Linked DNA regions of Pan troglodytes: region 1 is linked to region 2. A link is a contact called in public HiChIP or PLAC-seq data. All regions are on one chromosome and are shown on one strand. Each heading gives the region's core, a stretch centred on a gene start, on an enhancer-like site or on the middle of the called end of the contact. The rest is flanking DNA. Distances are from core to core; before and after follow the strand shown.

The links. HiChIP or PLAC-seq counts read pairs in DNA pulled down with a chosen protein or histone mark.
Region 1: an H3K4me3 HiChIP or PLAC-seq map of stem cell-derived excitatory neurons shows a contact between it and region 2, with 13 times the contacts expected there. The contact joins the promoter of KIF14 here to the promoter of ASCL5 in region 2. A contact is called at or near these places in 1 of 7 Hi-C or Micro-C datasets (stem cell-derived neural progenitor cells) and 1 of 1 datasets of contacts at active chromatin or transcription factors (stem cell-derived excitatory neurons).

Annotation. Positions count from the first base shown.
Region 1 is chr1:48,469,151-48,475,165 of NHGRI_mPanTro3-v2.0_pri, reverse strand. It overlaps KIF14 (kinesin family member 14), which reads right to left and starts at 4,471. Exons shown (of 31, transcript XM_054657221.2): 1 at 4,335-4,471; 2 at 4,034-4,172; 3 at 1,239-2,465. The coding sequence starts at 2,350.
Region 2 is chr1:47,975,614-47,981,285 of NHGRI_mPanTro3-v2.0_pri, reverse strand. ASCL5 (achaete-scute family bHLH transcription factor 5) reads right to left here and starts at 2,862. Exons shown (of 1, transcript XM_016935481.4): 1 at 929-2,862. The coding sequence starts at 2,357. The coding sequence ends at 1,737.

The sequences.
Region 1 (6,015 bases), core at 3,222-5,721, 490 kb before region 2:
ACTAAGTTCAGTAGAGTCCTCCATCTTGCATTTTGTCCCTACCAGCTCTTTCTATTGTTTCTCTTCCTATCATGGTTCTTGAGGCTCTGTTAGACATTCCAATTCTCTCAAACCAACTCACCCTCAGTTCTCCCTCTTAATACTAACCCATTTGCACGAAAAAGATTCTACAGTACTGTATAACTTGCCTTTAACTACTGACCCCTTAGGTTCAAACTGGAGGTTCCTGCCCTGATGCAGTGGTCACCAAATCCTCTTCTAACTTGCTTAGATACACAGCTTCAAGTTAAACACTACTAACTCTGTGAAGTTTTTCACTGTCCCTTAAAATATTTTAAACAACTACATTAAAATATTTTAAAACAATTACATTTTGTCACATTCACATTTTGTCATGTCCATCTTTTCCAACCTCACCTTTAATCTGTGTCTTTCCCACACACAACCACTTTTAGAGAGAGATTTTTTGCCATCAAAATCAAATCTAATGTATCACTGCATTTATAACTACTATATAGTAATCGGAGACAATGATGATGATAATCACCACTCTGGAAAGGGTTTTGAAAGGACCTCTTTAGGGAACCAGTAATTTGTTATGGCTCTTCTTTTTTTTGAGACAGTCTCGTTCTGTCGCCCAGGCTGGAGTGCAGTGGCCTGATGTCAGCTCAATGCAGCCTCTGGCTCCCGGGTTCAAGTGATTCTCCTGCCTCAGCCTCCCGAGTAGCTGGGATTACAGGTGTGCAACACCATGCCCAGCTAATTTTTGTATTTTTAGTAGAGACGGGGTATCACCATATTGGCCAGGCTGGTCTCAAACCCCTGGCCTCAAGTGATCCGCCTGCCTTGACCTCCCAAAGCAATGGGATTACAGGCGTGACCCACCACACCTAGCCTGTTATGGCTCTTTTTAAGGGATAGGTATAACATTCCAGCATATATTGCAGATCTGAAAGCAGATTTCATTAGAGACCTAAGTGACTTATTCAGACTTTTTAAAAGCAATATATCTAGAGAAACTTCAATATACAAAATATGGTGATTCAATTTTTTAATTTTATAGTCAGTGATCAAAAATTATCAACACACTACAACTAGACCTAAAAGTTCTTTCTATATAAAAGTATTGCCAACAAGTTTGAAGATGCATGAATACACTGACCTTCCAAAGGCAGAGAGGAATTAAAGGTACATTACATGTAACTGCTTGGCTTTAGATTTTAAAAGGCATCACATACCTCTTGGTGAAAGGTCTTACGCGTACTGCCACTGTCACTTGACTATTCTCTACTTTTAAGGGGTCTTTTCCTGCAGAGGTGTTCTGAACTACAGTTTGTTCTTCGGGAAGAATTGTATTTTCTGCGGACCTTTCCTGTTTATTTGCAAGAAGGGAACTTTTTGGTCTTTGTTTAACTTGAAGGTTAGACATTCTATTCTTCAGTATTGATGGAGCTGGGCTCTTAAGCTGAGGCAGGCTGCACTTTGGTGTCAATTTGTGTTCTGTTGTACATTTTGTAGGTGTTCTTTTTTCTAAGCTCCCAAATTTATTTGAAGTTTTTGCAATTTCCTTCCCAATACTTCTATGATACAAGTTTCCTGTTCCCAACACTTTGATATCCAACTTGCTCTGAGTAGGTTTCGTTGTCAAGTGTCCTGATCTAACAACTTCAGTCTGACTCAGGGAAGCAATGGGTGGTCTATTACTTGAGTACTTAAGTGCAACATTTTGATTTGCTCTATTGGGGGCAGAAAATGTTTCTTTGTATTTCTTATCAGCCATCATTTCAATGACCTGTGGATCTTCATCTAAAGGTACAGAAGAGGCAACAAAAGAGTTTTTAGCATTATTTACAATCCTTACATTTGTTCTACTTTCCTTAGAAACACCATTATTTTCTGTTTCACCTCCCACATTCAGTGTCATTTTGACAGAATCTATTTCAGCTGTTTTCCACTTTTCTGCAGAATCTGTTTTAGCACGACGTTGTAATGTAAGACGTGTTTCTGCTGTTTTTTCAGTTGTGTCTTCCAACTCACTAACAAGCAAAGATGATTCTTTGTTCCTTGTAGTTCTCCTCTGAAGTGCCAATCTACCGACAGGATTAGGGGTAAGGGGCATGTCTGCTGTTTTTTTACTGGCAGAAATAACATAAGTTCTATTTATGTCTCTGACTTTACCTGCAGATCTCAATAATGGATCATCATTTTCACATTCTGACATATCCGACTTCAAATGCAGCTTAAGTCGGCTACTGTGGGTGAGGGCATTCAGTGATGAACTATTCTGGGAAGAAGGAATATCAAGAATATCACCGCTGTTATTTCTATTATGAGTACTGTGTAATGACATTTTGGCAGACAGTTATTTTAAAAAAGAATGTTACTAAGACCCTAAGCTCTTCTTTGGACATTCATTTGATTTCCAGCCATTTCTTATGTATCCATTTCTGAAAATATCTGCTAAACTGAAAGAAAAAAAAAAAAGATTTAGATCACATAGACTACAAACAAGCTTTAAAAATATAGAGAGAACATCCCATTGTGTAAGTAAATTCCCAGAGGCATACATTACAATAGATCACAATCTGCAGCTCAGATACTGCTTCCAAGCAACTTCAGGCAAGTCTCTCAGAGAACTTACCATCATTATTCAACAAATATTGACTAAGTTTCCATTAGTGCCAGGCCCTCTGATAGATACTGTAGACTTCAAAGACAAGAATACAATTCCCATTTCTTTAGTCTAGAAGAAATATACTGATAAGCCATATATCAGGCCAAATGTGTCAAGTGACTTAGAAGATGTAAAAAGTGCATGCCAACATAGATTTTCAAGTACTTCCAGTGTGGGGAATGGGAAGGACTAAAGGAAACCCTAGCACCTAAATCAGAGTGTGGAGCAAAGTATTTTTATAAATACCTGCTACACGTATTTTTTTTTGCCAATGTTCCATAAGAAGGTTTATTTTATTTTATTTTTATAAAAATATTTTTTTTGAGACGGAGTCTTGCTCTGTCACCAGGCTGGAGTGCAGTGGCACGACCTTGGCTTGTTGCAACCTCCATCTCCTGTATTCAGCCAAATCTCCTGCCTTAGCCTCCCAAGTAGCTGGGACTACAGGTGCCCACCACCATGCCCAGCTAATTTTTGTATTTTTAGTAGAGACGGGGTTTCACTACGTTGGCCAGGATGGTCTCGATATCTTGACCTTGTGATCCGCCTGCCTCGGCCTCCCAAAGTGCTGGGATTACAGGCGTGAGCCACCGCGTCCGGCCCATGTATGCTGAATACAGGAATGCCTATAGAGAAGATTGAATTGATTGGTGTCACGAGGCAGATTATTCCCAAGTACCACAGGCAGTAAGTACGATAAGTACTGTAAATTAATTGTGTTGAGAAAAACCATGCAAGATTAGATAAACAGACAACCTGCCCTTTAGCAGTAAGACAACAAATTAGACAGAGATGTATGTAAATATACAGCAACAATATCTATCAGGTATTAACGTTTTAAAGAAAGGGAACAGCAGTGACAGCTAAGAGACCTGGCTTTTAGTCAACTTTGTATCCAACTCCTTACAAGGATGTAAACAAGACTTTAAATTTGCATGCCGGGTTCTAACCTGTAAAATGACACTGGTTCAAACTATTGCAAAGATTATTGCTATCGAGGAACAAATTAATGGAAGGTAATTTTTAAATGAGGCTTTTAAATTTTTACATAACAGTCATTACAAAAAAAAATTCGTCAGGTTATAAGCATCTCCCATCAACGTTTCAACTCAAAATACAGAATTTTCCTGTTATGAAATGAATTTAAAGGCAAAAAGAAGATTCTGGAAATTCTCTTGCAACTAAAAACCATTTGCGATTTGCACAAATCAATACGGTTTCTGTTTGAGGAGTTTCGCCATCAGATTTTAAAGAGGACTGGAAGGAATACAAGGAAAATAAGCACAATCCAAACCAAAACATCCGGTGATTCTGTTCTTTCTCTGCTAGTCATTACCAGGGGCTATGACTAAGAATTACCTCTTAATGCCAACCGACTCGGGGAGACTCGGGGAGAAGCCCACGGGCCGAGAGGCCCTGAAGTCCGGCTTCCCGGTGCCAGCAGAGACGCTGCCTTGCGCCCTTCGTTCGGGGACCCCTTCGCCGCCGACCTGGAATGCTGAGGAATTGAATGGGGGACCGGAGCTAAGACCACCCGCCCGCAGAGCAGTGGTCGCCTGTAGGGAAAGCGTCCGCACGCCCTCCCCAGTGCCGAAACTTCGCCCCTCCGCAGGGTCCGGCACCTTGGGGACCCCCTCGAGACAGTCCCCACGCCACTCACCACCTCCAGCGCCGGCTCCCCAGAAGGCCGCAATTTGAATGGGCGCCCCGCCTTCTGATTGGCTGCTGGGCGCGCGTCGGGTGCCGCGCCTTCGCTTCCACCCGCCCCCCGGAAGTGCCGGTGGTTGGGCTCCGGCTAGACTCGCCCCACCCTCATCTCCCAGGCGACGCTCCCGCCCCTCCTCGGGTTCTGCTAACGCGTGGAGCTTGGCCCCCTTTAAATCCGACCAGAGGAAGGGGCGGCGGTCGCGGGCACAGCGGGCCCCTCGTTGAAGTGGGTGTCAAACGAAAAGCATGACAGTGACACTCTTGTCGATCTTTAATCTAAAAGAAGCCATTACATCGAAGACTTCACATTGTAAATGGATATTTGCCCCCAAATTAATCATAATAATTAAATTTTCTAGTGTTTCCTACGCAAGGCGTTTACGTAGGAAATATGCTAAATGTCTTATATGAATTTTTAAACAGTCCTGAAAATCTTGTGAGATAAATATTAATGTTATCCCTCGTTTACAGATGAGGAACTGAGGTTTAGAGTTAAACTTGTGAAAGATCAGACAATTAGCAGTGGCATAACTAGAACTTGAAGGTTCTTGCCGCCGTACAGTGTAACTCCGTTTCAGTAAAAGTTCCCTTTTTTTAATTTTTTTTTTTCTTTTTTGAGACGGAGTCTCGCTCTGCCGCCCAGGCTGGAGTGCAGTGGCCCCTGCAACCTCCGCCTCCCTGGTTCAAGCGATTCTCCTACCTCAGCCTCCCGAGTAGCTGGGATTACAGGCGCGCACCACCACGCCCAGCTAATTTTTGTATTTTTAGTAGAAACGGGGTTTCACCATATTGGCCAGGCTGGTCTCGAATTCCTGACCTTGTAAGCTGCCAGGCGTGAGCCATTGCGCCACCCAGCCCCCATAAGATTTTGAAATCTGAAAAAATATTACAAATACATTCTGAAAAATAACCAGATAAATGAGAAAGACTAGATAAATAGATATTGTAAAGCAACAATGTTTTTAAACAGGCAAAAAGTGCAGAGATATTGAAGAAGTATTCACTGAGATAGAGACCATAAGTAGCTCCAATTATATAGACCAACCAAACAGATGATAAAGTACTCATTCTAAATCTTACTCTAAAAATCATTCTAAAACTCAATTAAAATTAAGGTATAAAGAAACTATCAGAAAATAGAATATAATATTTATCAGGGCCAGGTGCGGTGGCTCACGCCTGTAATCTTAGCACTTTGGGAGACCAAGGCAGGCGGATCACTTGCAGTCAGGAGTTTAAAACCAGCCTGGCTAACATGGTGAAACCCCGTCTCTCCTAAAAATACAAAAATTAGCCAGCCGTGGTGGCGGGCCCCTGTAATCCACGTTACTCAGGAGGCTGAGGCAGGAGAATCACGTGAACCGGGTAGGTGGAGGTTGCAGTGAGCCGAGATCGCGCCATTGCACTCCAGCCTGGGGGACAAGAGAGAAACTCCGTCTCAAGAAAAAAAAAAAAAAAAAAAGTTATGACATCTATGGGAAAATGATCATTCAATTTGGAAACAAAGCAAGATATGTCAAAGAAAAGACAGACAAACTCAAATACATAAAAATTTTAAACATATGTATAATTCAAAATAATAAAAATAAAATGTAAGGTAACTGGAAATATATATTAAACATGACAGAAGACAT
Region 2 (5,672 bases), core at 1,613-4,112:
GCTCCCAGAACAACCCTGAGTGTGCACACCTCTGGCATAGCACCTGCCTCACTGTGGAGCATCTGCTGTGTATCTTTCTTCCCCACCTCCTCCCATCCCTACAGGTGCAAAGGTTGTGTGCATTATCTCTGGGACTCTGGCCCCTTCTCTGCACAGTCCCCCTATGTACTATGCTCCCTGTAAATGTTCACTGAGGCCAAGCATGGTGGCTCACGCCTGTAATCCCAACACTTTGGGAGGCTGAGGTGGGAGAATGGCTTGAGCTCAGGACTTCAAGACCAGTCGGGGCAACGTGGTGAAACTCTGTCTCTACAAAAAATACAAAAATTAGCAGGGTATGGTGGTGTGTGTTTGTAGTCCCAGCTACTAGGGGGGCCAAGGTGGGAGGATCAGTTGAACCTGGGAGGTTGAGGCTGCAATGAGCCAAGATCTGGCCACTGCACTCCAGCCTGGATGACAGAGTGAGACCTTGTCTCAAAAAGAAAAGTTCATTGAGGATAGCCACGGTAATCCCAGCACTTTGGGAAACCAAGGTAGGTAGATAACTTGAGGTGAGGAATTCGAGACCAGCATGGCCAACATGGTGAAACCTGCATTCTACTAAAAATACCAAAGATTAGCGGGCGTGGTGGTGTGCACCTATAATCCCAGCTACTCTGGAGGCTGAGGCAGGAGAATTGCTCAAACCCAGGAGAAGGAGGTTGCAGTGAGCAGGGATTGAATCACTGCACTCCAGTCTGGGCAACAGAGCAAAACCTGTCTCAAAAAAAAAAAAAAAAAAAAAATTCATTGAACGCCTGAGCTAACAACACTGAATCTTAAATGTGCTGAGCTAACAGCGAACCCCACATACCCTCCCAGCAAGTACTCTGGGCTGGGAGTGGGAATAAGAAAGGGGCACCAGGAAGGGTGAGGGTAGACAATGATCTAGGAATGAGAAAATTCAATAATCCTTTTATTTAGCTCTTTGGTGCCAACACAGTGCCTATGTACCTATATGCACACCCCCTCCCCCAAGGCTTACAGTCTGAGGGAAAAAAACCACAGTCCCCACCCAACCTGGGACAAAACTAGACGACCTCATGGGGGGGATGCGGGGAGGGAGTAACCCCTCCTCCCAAGCCAGGAAGCCAGAGAACGCCACCAGGGCACACAGGTCGCCTCTGCTGAGTCTGTAGGTTCGGTCTGGGCTGAGCGCCGGCAGCAATCTGGCCTCCCATCCCTTCCTCTGGGTTCCTTTCTCGAGGAGTAAGCGTGCTCCCAAAGAAGTCGCTAGTATTTGAGGCCATCTGGTGGAGAGCAGTAGCATGGTAACCGAGGGCTCAAAGTCGGGCTCGCATCCCGGGGACTCGCAGAGACTGGGCTGCGCCTGCGGCAAGGAAGGACGGAGCAGAGCCACCTGAGGCCGAGCGGGAGCCAGACCCAGGGATGACCGTCCTGGGGAGCCCCTCTGCACCCCGGAGGGGACGCAGGACGCCCGAAGCAGTCCCAGGCCCTGTCCCTCGCTTCACCCACGGAGCTCCTAGGTCTCTATCGTGCCCATCGTACCCGCTGCCCTGCACTTCCGCCCCAAGCTGGTGGAGGAGGGAGGGTGTCGCAGACACGGGAGCGCCGCGGACCTCCTACGGTCACCGTCCTGCGGCGCATCGCGGGTGACCCAACAGCCTCCCGCTGCTCCCGAAAGTGGGACGGGGCCGGCGGATCATCCTCCAAGCCGGGGGCGGCCACAGGCCCGATCAATGGCAGGATTCCTCCGACTCCAAGAAAGGCGACCGGGAGAAGCAGGAGGACTCGGATGACTCCGGCACCAGGGAGGAGGGCGCCCGGGCCTCGCCGTCGCCAGGGCGGTCGGGACGGGGGGCGGCGGGCGGCGCGGGGCAGGGCCCGGTGCCCGGGAGGCCGCGGGAAGCGGGGGGCGTCGAGCCGTCGGGGGCCGAGCTCAGCAGCTCTTGCAGGTACTTTATGTAGCGGATGGCGGCGCGCAGCGTCTCCACCTTGCTGAGTCGCTTCTCAGCCAGGGCGCCGGGGAGGTGGCCGCGGAGGCGCGCGTAGCCCTCGTTGACGCACTTGACTCGCTGCCTCTCGCGCTCGTTGCGCTTCTGGATGAAGGCTGGCTCGAAGGGGTATTCGTAGACCCCGAAGGCGCTGGGGAAGGGCACGTAGGGGAACACCCCCGCATAGGCGTCGTAGTAGGGCGGCTCTGCTGGGCCCGGGTACAGCAGGAAGGGCACGTTGCCCAGGGGCTCGGCGGGGGGCAGGGGCGCCTGCCGGGGAGGGGGCACGACGCCCAGCTGCATGCAGCTGGGGGGCCCCAGAGGCCTCCGGTCCACCAGAGCCCGGCAGAAGTTATTGTTCATGGTGCCGCGTGGAGCTGGACCCAGAGCGAGGCCTCCACCGAATGGCCCCGGCTTGGGGTCTGCACCGTCTCCACCAGTGGGGCAAGTCACATCGCTAGCAGCAGCTCTTGGGTACCAGGACTTGCTAGGGCCTCTTTTCGCCCTTTAGGGTGGCTTCCAATGACTCCCTAACAAGGGCCATCGCCCTAGACAAGTGTGGCCCCTCTCAGGAGGTCGGTGCACGCCTTCTCAGAGCCAGCCCATGGCGCCGCGGAACTCTGAGGGCCCGCACCCCGTTCTGCAGCACCCATGGGCATGGCCACAGACCCGCGCGCCCTGCCTCTTGCTGCCACCCAACATGGGCACCTCAGGCCTAAACCACGGGCTCCATGTCCTCCACACCCACCCCAGCGCCTGGTCCTTGGTCCTCACGGCCTTCGGGATCCCCGGGCTGTCCGGGGTCCCCAAACTGATGGCTGCTGTTAGGAGTGCGCCAGCTCAGTGGAGGGAGTCCCCGGGAACATTTCTAAAGAAGAGGAGAGGAGAGTGAACATATCAGTTAGGAAAGACCTGTATTATGGGCTTCTTTGTATCATCCCCACCCGCAAACGGGATTGTAAGCCTCATGAGGAGAGGCGGTTGGCTACTGAAGGGGCACAGATCTGGGTTAAAATCTTGTGCCCACTCCTTAATAGTCGGGTGACCACTTTGAGTCGTGGTTTCCATAACGGAAGGGCAAGGGAAACATCCTTGACAGGAAATTAATAAGATATGAGAATCAAATGTGAAAAAATATATGCAAAAAACACCTCCTAAAGGGCATAGCTTATAAAAATGCCCAGTTTTGTCATGTCCCTTGAGAGTGAGGATTAAGTCTCATCACTGATCCCTTCCGGGGTCTTACATCTAGAAGAGGGTCTGAGACTGCTTATTGGATTAGCAGCAGCAGCCATCAGCCAATGAGGGAAGCCAACTCTTTATGGAAAGGAATGCCTCTTTGATAACAAGGTAGGTGTTGCTGGTCCATTCAAAGCCCTCTGTCTGGCAGAGACAGTCATCAAAGCCTTCCCTGCCCCAGTCCCTATGGTCTGGGATACACCCTCTCACCCCACCCTGGGTTTCTCCATGGCACCTAATGGAGGTGTCTATCTTTCACCTGTATGCCCTGAGCCTAGCCCAGCCCCTGTTGAGTATTAGATGCTCCACAAATACATGTGGAATAACAGAGAGAGGATTAGGCAGAAAGCTGGGTTTGTCAGGGTGGGACTGATTACACGTAGCCTTTCATAGGCTTTAGGAAGTTGTTATTTCAGAAATAATTGGTGTGTGTTGAGTTTAGGTGCCACCAAGTTTCATTGCATGTGGTTATCAGATCCAAGTTAGGTGCCATTTTGTCTAGGAAAACTCTCTGATCGCACTCCGCCCTCTTGTGTGTGTCTACAGTGTTCCATAAGCGCCATCTTAGCACTTATCACACTACTCTATTATTTTTTCCCTCTTCATAAAAGATGATCAGGACTTAGCAAGTGAGTGAGTGATGGGCAGCATGACACCTTGGCCACTGGGCACGGCCTCTCCAAGAGACAGAAAGGAGCTAGCTCTCTCCCTGACAGGAGGAGGTGGTGGCAAACTCAGATTCCTGAGAATGTCTCCTTCTGCACCCTCTCACCTCTGTCCTTTTTGCAGGCCCTGAGTCTGTTTCCAGCTAGCTTTGTCCTCCACACTAAATGAGGACCAAGAAAAATCAACAATGATTCTAAGCGTCATGGAGACTTAGATATGCTCTCAAAAGTGAAACCAGGCCGGGCATGGTGGCTCACGCCTGTAGTCCCAGCACTTTGGGAGGCTGAGGTGGGCAGATCACTTGAGGACAGGAGTTCGAGACCAGCCTGGCCAACATGATGAAACCCTGTCTCTACTAAAAATACAAAAACTAGCTGGGTGGGATGGTGGGTGCCTGTAATCCCAGCTAATTGGGAGGCTGAGACAGAAGAATCGCCTGAACCTGGGAGGTGGAGGTTGCAGTGAACCAAGATCATGCCACTGCATTCCAGCCTGGACGACAGAGCAAGACTCCATTAAAAAAAAAAAAAAGAGTGAAACCAAATGTCTGAGAATTCAGGACAAATTCACATATCCCTCCCCTTCTCAATGGCCTTCAAAGCCTCCCCATTGCTTTCAAGAGAAGGTTCTAGAAAATGTCTCCTAAACAGACCCTCAGATCTCTCGGGTCAGTCTTCTCTGGAACTCTTTGCTCTCCGGATCTCACACTTGGCTTGTGCTGGCTCCGGTCCTGGGGGCCCTCTCTACATCTCTCTGCTTTACCCAGAGTCCTGCCATCCTTGATTCCAGCTCCTGCCCATCCTGACTGCCTGAGCTCTCCGGCTTCCAACATGGGTTGTGCATTCTAAGATGGCACATTCTTTTTAAGGTTGTGCATTCTATGTCTTCAACCAGAATGTAAGCAGTCGGAAGGCAGGGGCTAGGGCTTTTATTTCTCAGGTAACACCTATCAGTCCCTTGCTCAAAATGATTTTCTAGCGGTTCTCTTTTATTGTACAAATTTGGGATCCAGACTACACTCTCCCATATGATCCCTGTCTATTCATATTTGACTTAATTATTTAAATTTAATTTGATAGGGGTCAGAAGTTTATGACAATTTTAACAAGTACAACTTACTATTTGTTCATGTTGATTTAATATTCATAACTTATTTATTTTCCTCATATACTATTTACCTTTTTTCATACAACAATTCAGAAAGGTGATTCAAACAAGAAACTTCACAGCTGGACTATGTATTTCTTAAGCCAATTCTGTCTTTACTGTTAGAAAAGAACTGATAGGCCAGGCGAGGTGGCTCATGCCTGTAATCCCGGCACTTTGTGAGGCCAAGGAGGGAGGATCACTTGAGCCCAGGAGTTTGAGACCAGCCTGAGCAACATGGCAAAACCCTGTCTCTACAAAAAATTTAAAAAATTAGCAGGGTTTGGTGGCATGTGCCTGTGGTCTCAGCTACTCAGGGGGAGGCTGAGTAGGGGAGGATGGCTTAAGCCCAGGAGGCAGATGTTGCAGTGAGCTGAGGCTGCACCACTGCACTCCAGCCTGGGCAACAGAGCAAGACTCTGTCTCAAAAAAAAAAAAAAAAAGAGAGAACTCATAACCTATCTGCAAGATAGCATAAGGGGGTACACAGCTGCAAAGGAATTGTGTTCTGCATCTATCACTGAATACCAGAAGCTGAGGAACACAGTGTAGCATATGACCATTAAGCGGCATGATTTTCATTCAGTAAATATGTACAGAGGGTCCTGGATATCCTGGGACTGCTCT